2 separate regions of the Mus musculus genome follow, and region 2 is linked to region 1. The links are chromatin contacts, called in public HiChIP or PLAC-seq maps. All regions are on one chromosome and are shown on one strand. The core of a region is the stretch at or near the end of the contact, and the rest is flanking DNA. Distances in the headings are between cores, read along the strand shown. Region 1 overlaps Nadsyn1 (NAD synthetase 1). Region 2 holds the start of Cttn (cortactin).

Region 1 (3,218 bases), core at 172-2,671:
CCAGCCCTGGCCCTGGAGGAAGCCATCAAAGTTACACTGAGCACACTGGGTAGACACCTGTTTTGGCTCAGAATGCTTGGGCACCACAATCAGCCACTTGGAACAGCTTGTCTAGAAGGCCAGGGTCAGCTAGGTGGAGCCAAAGGTCAGAGACCCTGGAAGGGAAGACAGGACCTGGCACAAGTACACACTCAGCCTGGTATAAAGCTCGCACAAGTACACACTCAGCCTGCTATCCACAGCTTTAGATCCAGGACCTCACATGGCACAAAGGTCCCTAAAGGTAAACTGACTCCAGACAGAGACAGACCTGGATTACAGGGTGGGGTTGAGAGGCAACCACAGGCCTCCTCAGGGGGAGTAAGAATTAGAGAGCCAAGGCCACAGGGAGCCATCAAGATGCTGATGGTTGGGAGAGTCCAGGGAGGGTGGGGTCGGTGGTGAGCATGGGGAGAGCTTCCGGGGGCCTGGAGGAGGTCCAGCAGTCTCAGCACTTCGAGGGCTTGGAGCAGCTACCCTGCAGTGACTGTGAGAACAACTCAGAGCTTACACACCTCCCAACCCACCCACTGCCACAGCTCTGTCCCAGGACACTGGGTTACCTGGTGAGATGACCTATCTCCCGGCTACATAGGAGTTTTTGCTGACCCAATGGCTCCAAGCTAAACTGGCAAATAGTGATAAATCTACTAGCCTCAGGTAAGCGTCTTCAGATAGGGCAGAGGGATAGCACAACTGTGGTGGGACTCAGACTGCCACCAGCAGAGACACATCAGGGCCCATAACACATGCTGATCTACACTTTCCATTGCTTCAGGGGCCCTGGTGGGATCTGGCTTTGTCCTTTTACCTCCTGCTCAGGTGACACTAGTCATCAGCCATGGCTGCCTACAGTGTACACCTGGCCATTGTTCTGGCCTCACCCTGGCCTTCTGTTAGAACACACTCACCTATGAGTCACCCACAGGCTTGGGACAACAGTCCTCTTTCAGAAGGCAGCCACCAAGTAGCTTGGCTAATGTTAGAACCCCAGGCTTGTAGGCTTTCCTGTCCCTCCCTGAGGGACGCTCCTAGGCCCAAGTTAATGTGTACAAATTACATGAATTGTACTGTAGCCCTGCATTTCTCCTGGAAAGTGAGATTTCTGGCAGGAATCATCAGAAGGTACCTGACAGCCTGGATTTACCTGTACCCCAAATACTGAGTGACCCAATGCCCAGGAGGTGACCCTTTACACCACCTGCCAGCAACATGTGGAACCGGATGTACCCCTCGCAACGTCAGTGGGAGTAGGCGTGGCAAGCCGTGCCAGGCTACTCTGTCCTGACCTGAGCCCACTGCCAGTCTGTTTGCAGTAGAGGCCACAGCTGCAGGATAACTCTAAACCAAGTCCTAAGTCCTCTAGTAAGTCATCAAAAACACTCATGGAACTTATTGGGCCCAAGATGCCACAGGCACTATCCATCATTCTTGTGGCTGTGCCTCATCATCTCTCTCTTCCTCTTCAAGGTCCTGACTCACTGCTTCTCTTGGCACCATCTCTTGGAAAAAGAAAACAAACAAAAAACCCAAAAGCTGGGTGCCACTGCAGAGGGGTGGCAACCCCATCATGCTCCTGTTTCCTCCTCTCAACCCCACCCTCACTGGTGATTCTTACCCCCTCCTTAACAGCTCTGGGGAATGGCCCTGTAGGTAAAGCACTCTACACAATCACGAGGATCCAAGTTCAGATCCCCAGCACCCACATAAAGCTGGGCACAGTGGTAGCCATCTCTCCTATGAGTGATCCCAGCACTCCTATGGAGACAGAATTTCCAGAACCTTGGAGGGCAGCCAGCCTGGAGTACACAGTAGTGAACCACGACAGCCTGCCTCACACAAGATAGATGAGGACTGATACTGGAAGCTGTCCTCTGACCTCCACATGCATGCCACATCGAGCATGCATGCACATGCACACACACACACACACACAATCATACACACACACACACACACACACACACACACACACACACACACTCACACTCATATAAAACTTGCTAGGCATGGTGACACAATCCTATAATCCCAAAACTCAGAAGGCAGGGGGATTGCTTCTAGTTTGAAGGTAGTCTGGGTTACATAGTAAGTTTGAAGCCACCAGTGCTTCATGGTAAAAAGCTGTCTCAAAGTCAAACCAAACCAAACTGTGAATGGCGGGGCTTGGGGTGGTGGTGGTGGTGCATGTATATGTGAGTGGGTGGATGGATAGATGATTGAGGCCAAATGTAGATGTATGTATGTATGTATGGATGTATGTATGGATGGATGGATGGATGGATGAATGAATGAATGTATGGATGGATGGATGGATGGATGAATGGATGGATGAGTAGGTGGATGGATATATGGATGTGAGGGTGAATGAACAGGTAGACAGATGAATGTATGGGTGGGTGGGATGTATGTATGTATGTATGTATGTATGTATGTATAGAGTGTATGTATGTATGTATAAGTGGGTGGGGTGTATGTATATATATGTATGTATGTATGGGTGGGCAGATGGATGGGGGATTGGCTGGTGGATGGGTGGTCAGAGTAATGAACAGACAGATGGGTGACTCAGTTCATAACTAGACAGGTGAAAAAGACTAATCAATGAATACATGATGTCTTAAAATTCCTCAGCTAATGAGGAGCACGTGGGAACGCATGGGAGCACGTTAGGAGGTGTGGCGGCTCACCCAAAGAAAGTGGGAAAACTGAGCCTGGGAAGGGGAGCTACCAGTCTCCACTGCTGGGTCAGAGGTTGGGTGGATTGTACCTGGAAACAAGAGAAGCACTGGATGTTGTTAAAGCAAAGAATAAAGGGATCTGTCTCCAGTTCACAGAGAAAAACAGCCATCTTGTTTGGAAAACTTTGCAATGACATGGCCTTTGATGCACAGGACAGGAAAGGAAGAGAAGGTGGGGGTCCTAGCATGGCTGACAGTGACCAGGGACAAAGCAACCTGAGCTGCATGAGTATGTGCAGAGCTGGGGAAAGACAGAAGGATCTTGGTCTGCACTCTCTGGATATCCTGATATTACAAGGAGACTGTCTTGAAAGGACCAAACTTCCTTTCTAGAGACTTGGGGAGCCCGAGTCCATCCCAGCCACACGCACCTCTCATCCACATTGGCAGATCCAAGCACAAGAAGGCTTCCTCGAGCACCCCGAGACCAGAGGCTCA
Region 2 (3,101 bases), core at 499-2,998, 670 kb after region 1:
TTCAAACTTCTGGTGACAACCTTCTCAGTCAAACAGAGAAGCAGTGTTGACTCAGGGCCTGAACTGGTGACTCACTCTGGGTGAGCCAGCAGAGGCCTGACCCCTGGTGGACGCTGGGGGAGGGGGGTGGGGGGTGGGCTGTAAGTTCTGACTGTGAGGGTCTACTGGGTGGTGAGGACTTACTGGAGCTTGGGCTACTTACTGGCAAGGCCCAGGCAGTGCAGCCAGGGCAAACCACTAGGAAGGGCTAAAGCCTCTGCTTGCTTCACTGGGCACAACAGGGAATTCCTTCTCCCTGGCCACAAGTCCCCATCCCTCACACGGACCAAGAGGAAACAAAGGAACATACCAGGCCCAAACACCTCTGCAGTGACTGGGCACACACCCAGGAGGAGGGGCGGCTGGATTCCAGGCTCCTTAGCTCCAGGAAGCAAGCTAGGCGCTTGGATTTCCATTGACCCCATTGCAAATTTCCCTCAGGTGCCCAGGCCTTTCCTCAGATGTTGGCCTCTCAGCCCAGTCCTGAGGACTAGAGACCAATGCTGGAACCCGGCTGCTCAGCCTTACCAACTTCCTACAGGTCCTTGGACCCTCATAATTCCACTGGGTTCTGGAACCCCAGGCTCCCCAGGCCCACCAGCTTCCCCCAGGCCCTCATCATTCCACTAGATTCTAGAAGCAAAGTCCCCTTACCCCCACCAGCATCTCCCAGGCCTCAGGTCTACATTCTTTTCCCAGGTTCTGGTACTCTGACTACCACAGACCCATAATTATGCACTCTGACCTAGAACACCCCAAACCGACTTAGCACTTCATCCTGGGTTCCTGCTCTGAAACCCCACCCCTTTCTTTATGTCCAAAATTCCTAGGGCCTGTGTCCTAGGGCCCGCCCCCTCAGAGCCAGACCGGCTGTGCACCCCTAGCTACTCCACAAATGACGGGATGAACGGCTCAGCATTGGTGTCCGAAACCTCCGATCCTTGCCCAATACCCGGGGCTCCGACGTCCCCATCCAGACCCTGCGACCCGGGACTTTGAGCCTCCAATCCTGGCCCTACACCCCGAATCCCGAATCCCAGCGCCACACCACAACCCCAACCCCCCGATTTCGGACCCACACCGCGAACCCTTGGCCTTGACTCTGCACCCCGGTTCCCCCTCCTAGCACTGCACTCCAACCCCCGATCCTAGCCCTGCAGCCCGGGTCCCGACGCCCGACCCCAGCCACACACCCCAAGTCACAATCCCGGCCCCACACCGCGAACACCGGGTTTTGGCCTGGAATCCTGACTCAGGGGTCCCAGCCCTACACTCCGAGGCCTCGACCAACAGATCCTGGCCCTGCACCCCTGGGCCCCGACCCTGCCCCGCACTCGGATCACCTGGGCCCAGTCCAGACCCTGTACCCCAACCTCCCGTCCAGGCCCGGCACCCTGACAACTCATCATCCCACACCCTTCCTGTCCCCCAGCAGCTCTCTAGGACGCCCATCCCCCGCTCACCGCACCAGCAGGGTCCACCAGGCTCCCGCCGCGCCCCGCCGCTCCCTGTGCCCGCTCACTTCCGGTTCCGCGGAGGCGGGGCCGCATCCGGGGCCACGCAAGATCCCGCCCTATTCCAGGCCGTCCCCGCCCCGTATTCCTGTTAGCTGATCAAGAAAGCAGGATACACAGTTCCAGGACTCATAGGCAGCTCGGCCGCCAGTCAGCTGCGGAGATCCGATTTAGAAACACCCGTCAAGCCCTGTCCAACACACATTCACCCTCAACCCAGCTTCCAACCATGTATCCACCCTGCAACTCTCTACCCACGCATGGATCTACACAGCATCATTCACTCCCCTGTCAATCTTCTACCCACCAATCCACCAATCTGTCCTTCTGCCCATCTACCCATACACCCACTCATCTAGCCATACATCTGTTCATCCATTCTTCCATCTATCTGCTTCCTATTGTGATCAAAAAACTGAACCCTGTCTCGAAAAACAAACAAAACAAAACAAAACAAAAAGAACTGATCAAATACAGCTTGGGGAGAAAACTGCTTATTTGGCTCATAAATTATAGTCCATCACTGAGGGAAGGAAGTTAGAACAGGAACTCAGGCAGGGCAGGAACTGAAACAGAGACTATGAAGGAGTGCTGCATACTGGCTTGCTCAGCCTTTCTTTCACATCCCAGGTCTACCAGTGTAAGGGTGGCAACCCACAACGGTGGGTTGGGCCCTTCTGAATCAATCAGTAACCAAGAAAATGCCCCCACAGACTAGCCTACAGGCCAGTCTGATGGCAATTCATCAACTGAGGTTTCCTCTTCCAAGATTACTCTAGTGTCAAGTTGACAAAAACTAACCAACATGTCACCTATACACCCATGTGTCAACCATCCATCTACTTATCTATCCATCCACTCATCTATCTGTCCTAGTTGACATTAACTGTCAACTTGAAACAGCCTAGAATCACATTTTTTTTTAAAAAAATCTCAAATGTGTACTTGTCTTATTTAGGTTATTCTGTGGGCATGATTGTCTTGATACAGGAGGGCCAACCCACTGTGGTCCATCCCTAGACAGGTGTCCTGGACTGTATAACAAAGCTAGCTAATAAGGCAGCGGCCAAGTGGATCACTTAGAGGCCAGTCTGGTCCTGATCAGCCAAGTGAGGGATTCTGTCTCTCCTGCCCCCCTCTCCAGAAGGAGGAGGAGGAGAAAGGAGATGAAAGAGGGAGGTTAGGGATGTAATTCAGTGGTAGAGTGCCTGTCTAGTATGTACAGGGCCCTGGTACCAACCTTAGCACCACAAGGCAGAAAACAAAAGGCTAAACTGTCAAAATTTATGAATAGATCAGGAAGGAAAAAGAGATGTCAGGTGTCAGAGGAGAATGTTCCCATGTGTGTGTGCACAATTCACATGTAAGTGTGCATTCAACTGCATGAGCACACATACAGAGGTCCAAGGACACATTCTGGCATCTTCCTCAGGAAGGCCACTCACTGCTTGAGACAGGATCTCTCTGGCCTGCAGTTCATCCACTAGGCTAAGCTGGCTGGTCAGCAGGCCCCAGAGATCCTCCTGTCTTTGCTTCTCTGCTGAGGGG

Evidence for each region. HiChIP or PLAC-seq counts read pairs in DNA pulled down with a chosen protein or histone mark.
Region 2: a contact with region 1 is called in an HNF4G HiChIP or PLAC-seq map of pancreatic cancer cells. The contact joins the promoter of Cttn here to the enhancer-like site in region 1. A contact is called at or near these places in 3 of 39 promoter capture datasets (embryonic stem cells, hippocampal neurons and liver) and 3 of 115 datasets of contacts at active chromatin or transcription factors (extraembryonic endoderm stem cells, forebrain and pancreatic cancer cells).

The regions. Positions count from the first base shown.
Region 1 is chr7:143,800,045-143,803,262 of GRCm38.p6, forward strand. Nadsyn1 (NAD synthetase 1) reads right to left here. Exons shown (of 21, transcript NM_030221.2): 16 at 3,152-3,218. Among named protein-coding and RNA genes, the nearest start is that of Mrgpre, 17 kb to the left of the region's middle. Within about 2 kb of position 1,422, at least 45 of the 459 cell types and tissues checked have an H3K27ac peak or open chromatin away from gene starts, as enhancers often do. A contact at or near this core is called in pancreatic cancer cells, where this site is marked.
Region 2 is chr7:144,469,187-144,472,287 of GRCm38.p6, forward strand. Cttn (cortactin) reads right to left here and starts at 1,749. Exons shown (of 18, transcript NM_007803.5): 1 at 1,503-1,749.